Linked DNA regions of Sus scrofa: region 1 is linked to region 2. A link is a contact called in public Hi-C data. All regions are on one chromosome and are shown on one strand. The core of a region is the stretch at or near the end of the contact, and the rest is flanking DNA. Distances in the headings are between cores, read along the strand shown. Region 1 has its middle 36 kb from the start of HELZ. Region 2 holds the start of HELZ (probable helicase with zinc finger domain).

Region 1 (6,530 bases), core at 1,210-3,709, 37 kb before region 2:
CCGGCCTACGCCAGAGTCACAGCAACTTGCGATCCGAGCCACGTCTGCAACCTACACCACAGCTCACGGCAACGCTGGATCGTTAACCCACCAAGCAAAGGCAGGGACCAAACCCGCAACCTCATGGTTCCTAATCGGATTTGTTAACCACTGCGCCACGACAGGAACTCCCTATTTGGTCTTTTTTGCTGAATCCTTAACCCACTGAGTGAGGCCAGGGATTGAACCTGCATCTTCATGGATCCTAGTCAGTTTCGTTTCTGCTGAGCCACAGTGGGAAATCCCTGCACTGAAACTATTTAATACCTATGTTAGGACATTTCAAGTATATAACCCATTATTAGGTATCATTAACAGTTGTTACCATGCCAAAACTTGTTCTTCTTAAAAATTGAAAGTGTGTACCCTTTGACCAACATCGCCTCATTTCCCCCACCCCACCCTCAATTTTTATTGTTTTTAACAGTTTTATTGACATACAATAAACTTACATATTTGAAGTGTACCCTTTGATCCGTTTTCAGATCTGCCTGCATGCTTGCAAGCCACCCATGGCCTGTGGAAGTTCCTGGACCAGGGATGGAACCCATGCCACTGTAGTGACGACACCGGATCTTTAATCCCCTTCACCACAGGAGAACTCCAGACTTCCCTTAGTTTTTGTTCTTGATTTTGATTTTTTTTCCTGTTACAAACACAGCTGCTATAAACATCCTTGAATCCCTACCTCGATGGGCTTGTTCTCTTAAAAACATAAGGCCTCAATGACATTTCGCTTCTTATCTTCTTTAACGTCCCAGTTCGAATGACCTGTCAGATACCACGCATGCACCACCTGAGAACTTTGTGGCCTCCTCTGTCACTTTTCCAGCCACCAAGGCGCTGATCAGTTCTATGTAAATGCAAATAATTTCAAGCTGATGCGGCCACACCATGTCCTGCCCTGGGGTCTGGTTCTCCATGTCTCTCCTCCTGCCCTAGGGCTTCCACGCTGACATAGCAGGACCCTAGCTTGTCCCTCACATGAGCCCGTGCTAGTGAGTGACAAGGAGGGGGAGCGAGAAGAGAGAGGGAGCTAGAAGGAAGTGCGGTTGCTTCCCTCCTGACATACTGTCCTAAGATGCTGGTTATGTGACTTCATAGAGGACAGTCCCCCAGGGTCCAGCAGCCAACCACTTTGAGCACCTGGCAGGTTTAAGGATGCATCTTCCAGAGTTCCTGTTGCAGCTCAGTGAGTTAAGAACCCGACTAGCATCCATGAGGATACGGGTTCAATCCCTGGCTGTGCTCAGTGGGTTGGCGATCTGGTGTGGCCCTGAGCTGTGGTGTAGGTCACAGATGAGTCTTGGATCTGGCATTGTTGTGGCTGTGGTGTAGGCCGGCTGCCGTGGCTCCAATTCGACCCCTAGCCTGGGAACCTCCATATGCCGCAGGTGTGGCCCTTAAAAAAAAAGAGAGACACAGAGAAAAAAAAAGAATGCACCTTCCTCCTGCGGTCCTCGCTCCCTGGGTCCCTCACCCCTGCTCCCTGACGTCGCATTCTCTAATACATTAGTTGCACGTAAGCTTTGGCCTCAGGCTGTGTTTTCCGCGGAATCCAGGCTAAGACAGTTGGTATTTTCCACATGATTATACTGACTTTAAATTGAGCCATCTGTAAATCTTCCTAGTGATCAACCTCACGATAAAATACTGAATTCCCGGGATTGTACATGACGGTCTATAGCAAAGGCAGACCTGCTCTCTACTCTTCTGGGTTAAGAGACATATAAGAGGACCAGGGGGCCAGAAGTGGCAGAGACTTTGACACAAACGTTTCCTGCAGCCTTACGCACTGTGTCCACAGCAATACCAGATCCTTAACCCACTGAGCAGGGCCAGGGATCGAATCCACATCCTCAGGGATACTGAGACACAGTGTAACCCGCTGAGCCACAATGGGAACTCCCAAGCTGGATTTCTAATTAGTTTGCTAAAAGGGGCCAAACTTGAAGTGTCAAAGGGCAGTTAATCTAGGAGTTCCCTGGTGGCTCAGTGGGTTAAGGACCTGGTGTTGCCACTGCTGTGGCTCAAGTTGCTTCTGTCGTTCTGGTTTCATCCCTGGCCTGGGAAGTTCCACATGCCACGGGCATGACCAAAATTAAAAAAAAAAAAATCAAGTAATCGAATGGTTCTTTTAGGGGAATATTTAACTTTGCCTCACATTTACTAAACAGGTTAAAAATTCCCTGGGTCGCTTCTGCACCCCTCCCATCTTGCTTCTCTCTTTTTTCCTGTCTCCTTCTCTTCCTTAGAGGTATGCAGGAAAAGAGGGAGAAAAGAAGGTCATAAGTATTCCCTCCAATATTTTTCAAGTTTTTTTTTTTTTTTTTTTTTTTAAGGAACTCAAGACTTCCTGAAGAAGCCAGTCAGGCCCTTAGAAGCCACTAGGGGGCAGCTCTGCTCTGGGGTCCCGGCCGGCTCTCCCACCACCTTGGTTGTCACAGAGAAGGTCTGAAATCCCTTCCGCGGCCGCTCCTGGTCTCCAAAGGCGAAGCTGGGCCTGGGCTGGGTAGGTTCTCAAACAGCAGGAAACAGCTGCCAGCTCCGTTTTGGGGCTTCAGAATCGCCCAGAGCCTTGGTGCCAAGCTCAGGCGCAATGAACCGGGGCTGCAGGAGAGGCAGGGGCTGGAAGGAGAGGGAGGAGGCAAGGGGGCGGAAGGATGGACGTTTTCCTTCCCAGCAAGGCAAGACCCAAGCCCAGGGTTGGTGATCCCACTCCCCAAACCCAGCGGGGAATCAGGGAGCCGGACTCACTGAGCTTCTCCTGGACAGGAAGGGGCGTTCCTTCCACGGGTCTTTTATCAGTCCCTGCCCCTCAGCAGACAACCTCCTGCCCGCCCAGTTGAGGGGGAGGGGCTGTCTGTGCTGGGTGTGTGTGTGTGTGTGTGTGTGTGTGGGTGGGTGAGGTGGGGGTGGTCAGGCCACCCAAGATGGCCGTTCTCTTGCTCCCTGCTCCCCAGTCCCTGCCTGACCTATAGCTCCTCACCTGGCTGACCATCCCTCTTAATCACAGAACCTAATCAGTAGATGCCTACAAATTTGCCCCACCTAGTGAGTGTGCCGATCTTTAGATCAGAACTCCCTCCACTGTGAGAGTTTATCAAAAGGGCGGTGAGGGGGCTTGCGCCTCTGCTGGTTTCCATGGAAACTGATGAGCCAACCTGACATCCATTCCCTCTATTAACTGCGTCCCCCACCCCTGGGGGCAGCCTGTCCTGCCTGATGTCTGCTGTCCAGAGTGGGGGTGTGGCCCCAGGATCCTTTTGCGTCAGATGGGTAAGGTCCCCCATCCATTACATCATGGATGTCTCTCTTGGCGGCTCCGGGCTCTTTCTTGAGGCTGGGCAAGTACAGGGCTTGCAGGCCGTGGGGGGGCAGCCCACCCGCGAGCCTGTATGTGCTACACCCAGAGGTGGTAAGCAGCAGCCCTCGCTTTCCCCACCACACACCCCTCCAAGGCCAGGGCCCATTTCTAGGGTTCACTCAGATTCAGCCTCACCTGTACCTCCTCGCTTATTTTTTATTTTGCTTTTCAGGGCCACGCCTGTGGCATATGGAGGTTCCCAGGCTAGGGGTCAAATCAGAGCTACAGCTGCCAGCCTATACCACAGCCACAGCAACACCAGATCCGAGCCACATCTGTGACCTACACTGCAGCTCACGGCAACACCAGATCCTTAACCCACTAAGCAAGGCCAGGGATGGAACCCTCATGCTCAGGAGTACTAGTCGTGTTCTTAACCTGCTGTGGCACAACGGAACGCCTCTCCTCGCTTATTCTTGACTCTTAGACCATTCCCCCCCAAGCAACTGGAATATTCTCAATGCCACCTTCTAAGGCTCCCTCCAGCCCACTCGGCTGTAAGATAAGAGTTCTGAGGAAGCTACTTGAAGTGATAAAGAGGCCATGATTCTGCTGTTCTGAGGTGACTGTGAAACAGCTTCACCACAGTGTTTATGTGAAGAAAATCCATTCTTTAGGAAATGAAGGGCTACCCCAAAAAGCCAAAAAACAAAAAACAAAAAACAACCCTGAAAAACAAATCCTAATGATAGTTAAAAAAAAAAAAAAAAAAAAGCCAAGACATGGATTTCTGTGGAATCCAGAGATTACTGTACCATCCCAGCTCTGTCCTGTTTCTTGGGATGAGCTCAGTTTTTCCTTCCATGGAACAGGCCAGATGTTTCCAAAGGACGAAGTGTCTATGTCATTTTCCACCGTGGTGGCTGGTGTGAGCCCCATGGTCCCAGCCTGGCTGCTGAAGGGGGCAGGAGGGTGTGAATTGAAGCAGAAACCAACCAGCCCCCTCCCCCCACCGCCCCCAACCCGGGTCACCGTCTCAGAAGTGTCAAGAGGTGGAGATCTGAGTACTGCCAACTGGGAGAGCCTCTGTGGGAACATTCCCTGGGATGCCAGGCGAGGGGCGTGGGGCAGGGGGCAGGGGCCTGAAGGAATTCTGCTCTGGGAGTTTGGGCGACGTTTTCCCGGGGGAGAAACACATCTGCTGCTATGTGTCTTGCGAAGGAGGTCTGCAGGCAGGGAAACCCGTGTCACTCTGAGAGAACCAGAGCCGGGGAGGCCTCAGGCTCCCTCTTCCCCTCAGCAGCAAGCGGGCTGCAACCGCCAGATATTTCCAGGAGCGCTCCCCACCCATTTTTCCGCAGCCCACACCTTCCCCCATGCGAGGGGCTCCTGGGTTGATGGAGTTCAGAATGTGTTTATGGCTCTCTAATCACACATTCTAGCTGCAGGAAAATTTAAACACAGAAGCAATGGGAATGAGAGATAAGTAATTACCTGTTATCCAACCACCAGGAGAACATCACTGATAATACTGTAATGTATTTCCCCCAACGCGGTCTTTTTTTTTTTTTTTTTTTTTGCCACGCACATGCCATGCCCAAGTTCCCAGGCCAGGGATCGAACCCATGCCACAGAAGTGACAACACCAGATCCTTAATCTGCTGAGCCACCAGGCAACTCCTATTTCTTCCTGGTCTTGTTTTTCAATGCATGCTTGAAAACATTTTTGTAAACACAGATGAGGAGTTCTCATCGTAGCTCAGCAGAAATGAATCTGACTACTATCCATGAGGACACAGGTTCGATCCCTGGCCTCGATCACTGGGTTAAGGATCCAACGTTGCCATGAGCTGTGGTGTAGGTCGAAGACGCAGCTCGGATCTGGCTTTGCTGTGGCTCTGCCGTAGGCCAGCAGGTATAGCTCCGATTAGAGCCTTAGCCTGGGAACCTCCATGTGCCGAGGGAGCAGCCATAAAAAGCAAAAACAAAAAAACAACCATAGATGAGAGAAGAGTTCCCGCTGTGGTGCAACAGGGCGATTGGCGTCCTGGGAACCCTGGGATGCAGGTTCGATCCCTGGCCCGTCACAGTGTGTTGAGGACCCACCGTGGCCACAGGTTCAGCTTAGGTTGCAACTGCAGCTCTGATCTGCTCCATGGCCTGAGAACTCCATATGCTGTGGGGCGGCTCAAAAAATAGAAACAAAAGAAAAAAAAACTAATCATAGATGATATATATATATATTTATAATCTATCACATACTATATAGATATAATTATATATATATATATATATATATATACATGTAATCTTTTTAACTTGACTTTTTCTTTGAAGGTTGCATCATGAGCCTTTTTGCCACGGGTATTGCCCTTTTGAGAGAGCTGCTCAGACGTTAGGGAAAGCGAGCAGACAGAGCCTGCGGAGACAGGCTGCCTCTCTCTTTCCCTCGCTGAGAAAGCCCAGGGTTTCCGCCGTCGAGAGTGACAGAGGCCTGGATCTTACCCCAGCCTGGTGCTCCCTTCCAGCGTCAGTCTGAGCTGTTTGCCTGCTCATGCCAAGCTTCCTCCCACGGGGCCTTCTGAAGCTTTCCACAGCTTCAACATCAACGATACTTTTGTCTGCTCCCCGTGGGGGAGAGGGCTGCATAGTCTGCTTTTTGTGTCCTTGATGGATCCCGCCCAAGTTCGACGGACCCATATACTTGCTCAGTTTCCCTTGATGGCCCAGCTCCAAGAACAGCTCAGAAGCCAAGGAAACCAAAACCCCTGCCTCTGCCGCCAAAATGGACAGGCTGTTTCCTGATACTCTGTGTGTGTGTGTGTGTGTGTGTGTGTGTGTGTGTGTGTGTGTGTGTGTGTGTGGAGAGAGTTCCAACCTTTGATTTTGTTTCTGTCCTGGTATAAAAGAGCTTAGGGCCCAGGTCTCTCCTGCTTTCATGCAAATAAATGAGCTGTCCCTTCCCAGCTGACTCAGTTGTAAAGAATAAGTGACGGTGAATGAAAACGTTTGCAGGGGTTCCATCGCGGCTCAGTGGTTAACGAATCCAACTAGGAACCATGAGGTTTTGGGTTCGGTCCCTAGCCTTGCTCAGTGGGTTAAGGATCCAGTGTTGCCGTGAGCTGTGGTGTAGGTTGAAGACGCGGCTCGGATCCCGAGTTGCTGTGGCTCTGGTGTAGGCTGG
Region 2 (6,445 bases), core at 2,093-4,592:
TGTATGTGCGCCAGGCCCTGGTCTAGGCACTGTGCGAACAAGCCAGGTAGGATGTGTCCTTACAGAGCTTACAAGCAAGGGGGTGGTGGTGCAAAAAATAAACAACCCAAATAGATAAACAAGAATATTTCTTTCTTTCTTTTTTTTTTTTGTCTTTTCTTTTTCTAGGGCTGCAGCCATGGCATATGGAGGTTCCCAGGCTAGGGGTCTAATTGGAGCTGCAGCCACCAGCCTATGCCAGAGCCACAGCAATGCCAAGATCTGAGCCTCGTCTGCGACCTACACCACAGCTCACGGCAACGCCAGATCGTTAACCCACTGAGCAAGGCCAGGGATCAAACCGCAACCTCATGGTTCCTAGTTGGATTCTTCAGCCACTGAACCACGATGGGAACTCCAAGTACATTTCTAACTCAGAGTGAAAGAATAGAGAATGACCCACTTTGGTTATGGGGATCATGAAAATTCTCTTCCAGAAGGTGACATCTGAGCAGAGACCTGTGTGCTAAAAAGGTGATGACCATCAGATGGGGGGCAGGGAGGGACAAGGATCTGGCTGGAGGAAGCTTCTGGTGCTGCAGGGGACGGTAGAAGACCAGTGTGTCGACGATGGTGGTGATACAGGAGCCACTCACACACGACCTTCTGGGCTATGGTTGGGAATTTGGTTTTATTCGAAATGTGATGAGGTCCCATGCAGTGGGGTTAAGCAGAGGAGTCACGCGATAGAGTTAACATTTCACAGACCTCGCCCGGGTTGATCAGACGGAAAATAGACTATAGGGGGTTAGAGCGGTGCTAGGGGAAGAGTTGCGAGGATTTTCTTTCTTTTTTTGTCTTTTTAGGGCCGCATTCGCAGCATAAGGCCATAGGGAGGTTTCCAGGCTAGGGCTTGAATTAGAGCTGTAGCCGCTGGCCTACACCACAACCACAGCAAGGCCAGATCCGAGCTGCGTCTGTGCCCCACATCACAGCTCACAGCAACGCTGGATCCTTAACCCACTGAGCGAGGCCAGGGATGGAACCTGCATCTGTCCTCATGGATACTAGCTGGGTTTGTTTCTGCTGAGCCACTGCGGGAACTTCAGGAAGGTTTTCTGGCACAGGCCATAGGTGGTGACTTGGACAAGGATGGACCAGGATGCACCTTGGATTAGATGAGTGAATGGGGCAAGCAGTCAAATATATCAAGCTCTGCTTTGGGTCCAGGCCTATATAAGGCCAAGAAAGGTACCTCGGGGAGACACGGTCCTTGCCCTCAGCTTACTTAGTGTTGAATTATGTGAAACTCAGACCACACACATAAAGGTGCCATGTAAACACAAAGCAACCAATAAATCAGTGCACAGGCGTGGCTAACTAGGTGCAGAAAAGGGACTGGAAACAGCAACTGGCTACCCTGCAAAGGAGAGACTTGGGAGCCTGTTTTCCAGTGGGCATCAGGCAGAAGGGTCCTGAGCAGCGCTACCCGCCCCAGCCCAAGCCCATGGCCTGCAGTTCATTGGATTGTCTAAGAACCTGGCTCCAGGCTCCAGTTTCCCAACTCATTCCGAGTTCAGAGAAACGGGTGACTCAGGGGAGGTCCCTCCCGGCACGCTACGTTCCCGGCCAGCCTTGAGTGACTCATTACCTCGCTCTCTCCCTCACCGCTGACCCCGGGCCAATCCCTTAATGAGTCTACACCCCACTCTTCTCATTTGGCCGGGACAATTGCCTGGTGGAATTTTTAGCTCCCCGGGGGCAGGGCTTATGTCAGCAATCGTCCAGGTTCCTCGAGAGAGGCTTCTCCTAGGGTCTGGAGGAGGGTAAAACCCCTGTGTGGACCCCAAGGCCCCAGACTCTCTCCAGGCACCCCAGGGGGGTTTTAATGCCCGTGCTTTCTTCTAATTTCAGAACCTTTCAACAGCATTTTATACACAATTCAATTTCGCAATTCCTGAGGTCCTGGAGGATTCTCCCTTGGACACCTCATGGTAGAAATTTGCTTGGGGAGGTGTGTGTGTGGAGGGGGGGGTAGAAGCAACCACAGCAGGCCCCCAAAGTTTGCAAAGCAGAGATCAAAGGCAATGGGAAGTGAAAGCGCCGAGGACTGAGAAACCTGCTCCAGGGGCAAGGGGACCCGGGCGCTAGGGGGGCGGGCCAGTGATGTGCTCGCCCGCGCAAACACAAGCGGGCAACGAGTAATGGGGGAGAGAGCTCAGCTCCCCTGCAATGAGCTAACCCGCCGCAGCAGAGGCTCAGGCGGCGCGCAAGGGCTACGGGGTCGCTCGCCTGGGTCCCCGGGCTGGCGTCTCAGCGCCGCCTACTTCCAATGTATCCTGTCGCAGACAGGCAACTCTTGAGCATCCCCCAACAAGCCTTGGGCGGGAGTGGCGCCCGCAGTCCTCCTCTCTCCCCATCGCCTGAGCTCGCCGCCCAGCTAAGACCCGGCAGGTGGACTGGAGCGGACGCACTCTCCTCCCGGCCCCAGCCCCCCTCCGGGACCCTCTCCCAAGCCGGGGTGGCTTCCGCGTCCCAGCCAACGCCCTCAGCCTGCACCCCAAGTTACCTGCCCCGGGAAGTCCCAGTTCGCACGCAGTCCGGACTGTAAAAGGGTGGATTCGGCAGAGCCCAAAGCCACATTCCTAGGGGAGGGGTCCCCACCTAGAGGGTTATGGATCGCGTTACTGGTCCAGGGGAGGAGACAGCGGAAGGGAGAGTAAACAGCGGTAAAAGTTGCATTTAGCTTAGTATCCCCCTCCCCCTCCCCAACACGCTGCGATGCCGGTTGACTCGGGGACACAGTGTCCGCCCAGATCCCGGAGCCCGACAGCCCCGGAGCGGTTTGGCCGGGCAGAGGCACCTTTCCGTTCGCGGAGGCCGCAGTCAGAGTGCAGGCTGAGCTGCAAGGGCTGCCGGGCTCCGGGGCCCGGAGGGCAACCCTAGGCTTCCCGGGGGCAGGAAGCAGAAGCCCGCCGCCGGGCACCAAGGATCTAGAGCAATAACAGACGCATAAATGCGCATAAATAAATCAATGAGCAGCTCTTTGCTGGCAGCAGCAGGGAAACCTCGGGCTGATTAAATGCAGACGTGGGGTGTCTGCCAGGACAGGAGGGCGGCGGGGCAAAGGGAACAGGCGTGGAGGCGAGGGGCGGGGGGAAGGGAGGCCAGGGGCAGAAGCAACCGGTAAGACCTAAAGCCACGTTTTTAAAAAAGGGGGTGAATTGTAAATGCAAACGGTCGGGAGCGGGGAGGGGGGGCGGGCTGCGGGCGTCGGGGCTGGCCCGCCACCCGGGGCAACTTTCCGGGCGGGAGGTGAGGCTGGAGGGGCGGCGCCGGCGGCGGGAGGCGGGAGTCGGGGGCCGAGGGGGGGAGTCACTTTAAAGGCTCTTTCTTACCCATAATGCTTTGTGGGGACGTTGACAAGTGGATCCAAGATGGCGTAGAAAGTAATGACAGGTAAGTCCTGACTTCCCCCTTCTCTGCCGCTGGGACCGCTCCGCGAGCTGCCGGAGCCCTCCGGGGAGGGGACTGGACACCCCTACGGTCCCCGGGCTCCCGGGAGGGGCGGCCCCGGGGCGGGCCGGGGGCCCAGGCGGCCCGCGGCGGGGCCTGGGAAGCGGGGCTCTTCGAGGCGAGGCCCGGACGCTGGGGCTGTTTACAGCTTCTTCCCCTCCTCGGTCCCCTTCCCCTCCGCTGGGGGCCGCGGCGCCCTCGACCCAGGCGGTGAAGGGGACCTCGCAGACCCGGGCCGCGAGCCTGCGGGAGGTTCGTCCAGCCCCAGGCACTTCGGGAGGGGGAGTCGAGCCTCCTCGCACGCTCCCCTCCTCCGGGTCGCGGCTGGGGGTGGGGAGCGTGCGGGCCTCCCACGCCCCGCTCGATTGCCCCCTCGGGGTTCGGACTTCTACTCGAGGTGGGGGCGGGGGCCGGAGGGTGGGCGTCGGCAAAAGTGGGTCAGGAGTGCGCCCCCTCCCCCGCGGAGGGCTCTTGCCCCAGCTTCACTTTCTTCACCCCTTTCTCCGCCCCCTCCTCGGAAATTCTCATTGGCCCATAAACACATCAACAAAAATAAAAACAGACTCTCCTTTCCTGGAGATTCCTTGAAGACTCCCCTTTTCCAGAGCTAAGGGCCTGCATTTTTATCTAGGGAACTTTGATTCTTCTCCCCCCAAATTATTGGAGTCTGCTACACCCTCCCCTGTTGAGAATCCTCCAGCTAGGACTGGAAATCAGCATCTTAGGATTCTTCTTGGGTTGAGATCCTCAGGTTTTGTTTGAAACTCAAAATCGTTATCCTTCTCCCTTAGCACTTACACTTTTCAGGCAAATCATTAATATAATATGTATAAATCCAGAAACAGTGGATTCCTAGAGCTGGGGGCGGGGAGGGAGTGGGGGATGAATAAGTTGTCCTGGCTAGTTTGTTCTTAATTTTACCCTCTCTTAAACTCATGTTAATGAATTTCTTCTTCATTTCTTCTTTTGTTTTTTTGAAAGTCAAGTCAGTCAGTGCTGTTTAAGAGATGACTAGAGATGACTTTTTATGTTTTTGGATTTGAAGAGCATTTTATAATCTATTTTATCACACAGAGAGGAAATGTTTTTATTTTAAAGTAAAACAAACAGACTCACTTACAAAGCTGCATACTGTACCGTTTTGGTAACTTTTTCCATTTGAAATTTAGGTGCTCTTTCACTTCAAGCTGATAAAATATTTGCTACCTAGCATGTCTGTTACTGGTGTTGTATAGACACATTTTACTTTTTCTATTTGCCTCAGGAATTGGATGAAGTAATTGATCACTAAAGAACTACAGTGCTGGTGAGATGTGTAAGGTGAGACTGCGGTTAAAAATGATTTACCTTTTTTTCTTCTTTATTTTAATCAAGTCCTAAGGGTGAGACCGAGACTCCGTAATGTGATGGGGCCATCTTTAGTTCCAAATCACTGACTTAGAGGGTGTAGAGGCAGGAGTAGGTTTAGGAAGGCAAACTGTGTCAAGTGTATCAAACTTCAGTGACTTCAACATTCTCAACCATAGTGGGGCTTATCCAGAGTCAGATGTTATTCGCAGCCATCCTTGATCTGTATCTTCACCAGGGGTAATTATAGTTTGCCTATTTAAATTTCCTTTTGTAACTTTAATTGAATGTCTTAATTTTATCTTTGTTTTGGTGTCCATCGCTTACTCTGCATTGAGTGTTAGTGATTGTGTATGTGGATGTTGTCTGTTCGAAGTTTATAGAACTCCTGTAAAGTACACCCTTTCCACTGGAAAGAATTACCTTATGCACATCTTGCTTCTATTTTCTGTAAAATGGAATAGTACTTGTCTCTCTCATAATTATTTTGAAATAAAAATGGTAGTGTTGTGTTTTGGTTAGCCAATTAGGGATAAGACTGGTTTGTCATTATTTTCTGGTCACGTGTAGTGTGTGAATTCAAAGTGTTGCTTTATTTAATCTTACTTAAAGGCTTTGAATTTATAGGATGTTATTGGTATAGTGTCAGTGCACAGTTAGTGTTCCCTACTGGGGAGAAGGAGAGAGCTTTGCTAATTTTACATTTTTCACAAACAATTTTCTCAACTTTGAAAATATTTTACTATGGTTTATTGAGAGAATGTAAGTCTTTTTTTTTTTTTTTTTATTTAACACATCTGGGCAGCCTTTGTATTTTGAAATCCACTTACAAACTTTTCATTTCTATCACACATTTGTTTTATTTTTTCCAGATTGAGGCATACAATTGATATTTTTGCCTTAAAAAAAAAACTTGGGAGAGGAAAGGGGACACAAACCAAGATCCTTTTGTAAGTGCACACACCACATTTGCCTGTGTTTGAAACTCAACGGTGCTTGTGTGTATCACATATTTTAATTTTTTTCTTGTCAGAAGAACAAATATGGATTTTTAAAATTTACTTAGTTATTTGAACCCTCTAGTGCTTTATTATTTATTATTATTATTTGTTGCCCCATGGCATATGGGCATATGGAAGTTCCTGGGCCAGGGATCAGGTCTGAGCCCTGACTGCAACCTGCCAGGCAGCTGGGGCAACACCAGATCCTTAATGGACTGTGAGGGGCGGGGATTGAACCCGCTTCCCAGTGCTCCAGAGACACCGCGGACCCCATTGTGCCACAGTGGGAACTACTAAAATTTATTTTCAGCTTACAGGTGATAGAGGCGTATTCATGACTTAGACCTTCCAATCTGTACCTTTTATCTTTTTTTTTTTTAGTGTATATATTACTTTGTAGGAAGAACTAGTGATCTACTTTTTGGCCTATGGAGCTGTTTCTTTATAGTCTAAAAGGGAATATTTAGAAATAGATGATCTTGTGTGGCTAGTGTTGTTTGGCCTGAATTGTGTCAAGACATTTTCCATAATTTTCGCACGTGTAGACCAAGTGAGTGTTAGTATTCACTTCAAAGTGAAGTTGGTGGTTGGCCACCAAACAG

The links. Hi-C and Micro-C count contacts between places; a contact is called where the count stands out from the background.
Region 1: a contact with region 2 is called in a Hi-C map of liver, with 2.4 times the contacts expected there. The contact joins the enhancer-like site here to the promoter of HELZ in region 2. A contact is called at or near these places in 1 of 5 promoter capture datasets (liver), 18 of 47 Hi-C or Micro-C datasets (alveolar macrophages, embryonic fibroblasts, epiblast stem cells and 10 more) and 2 of 2 datasets of contacts at active chromatin or transcription factors (alveolar macrophages and skeletal muscle).

Annotation. Positions count from the first base shown.
Region 1 is chr12:13,688,185-13,694,714 of Sscrofa11.1, reverse strand. No RefSeq gene overlaps it. Among named protein-coding and RNA genes, the nearest start is that of HELZ, 36 kb to the right of the region's middle. Within about 2 kb of position 2,459, at least 41 of the 83 cell types and tissues checked have an H3K27ac peak or open chromatin away from gene starts, as enhancers often do. A contact at or near this core is called in alveolar macrophages, epiblast stem cells, fetal liver and 6 more, where this site is marked.
Region 2 is chr12:13,651,876-13,658,320 of Sscrofa11.1, reverse strand. HELZ (probable helicase with zinc finger domain) reads left to right here and starts at 3,342. Exons shown (of 34, transcript XM_021066750.1): 1 at 3,342-3,438; 2 at 4,760-4,815. LOC102161720 (a long non-coding RNA gene) reads right to left here and starts at 3,228. Exons shown (of 2, transcript XR_001299812.2): 1 at 2,549-3,228.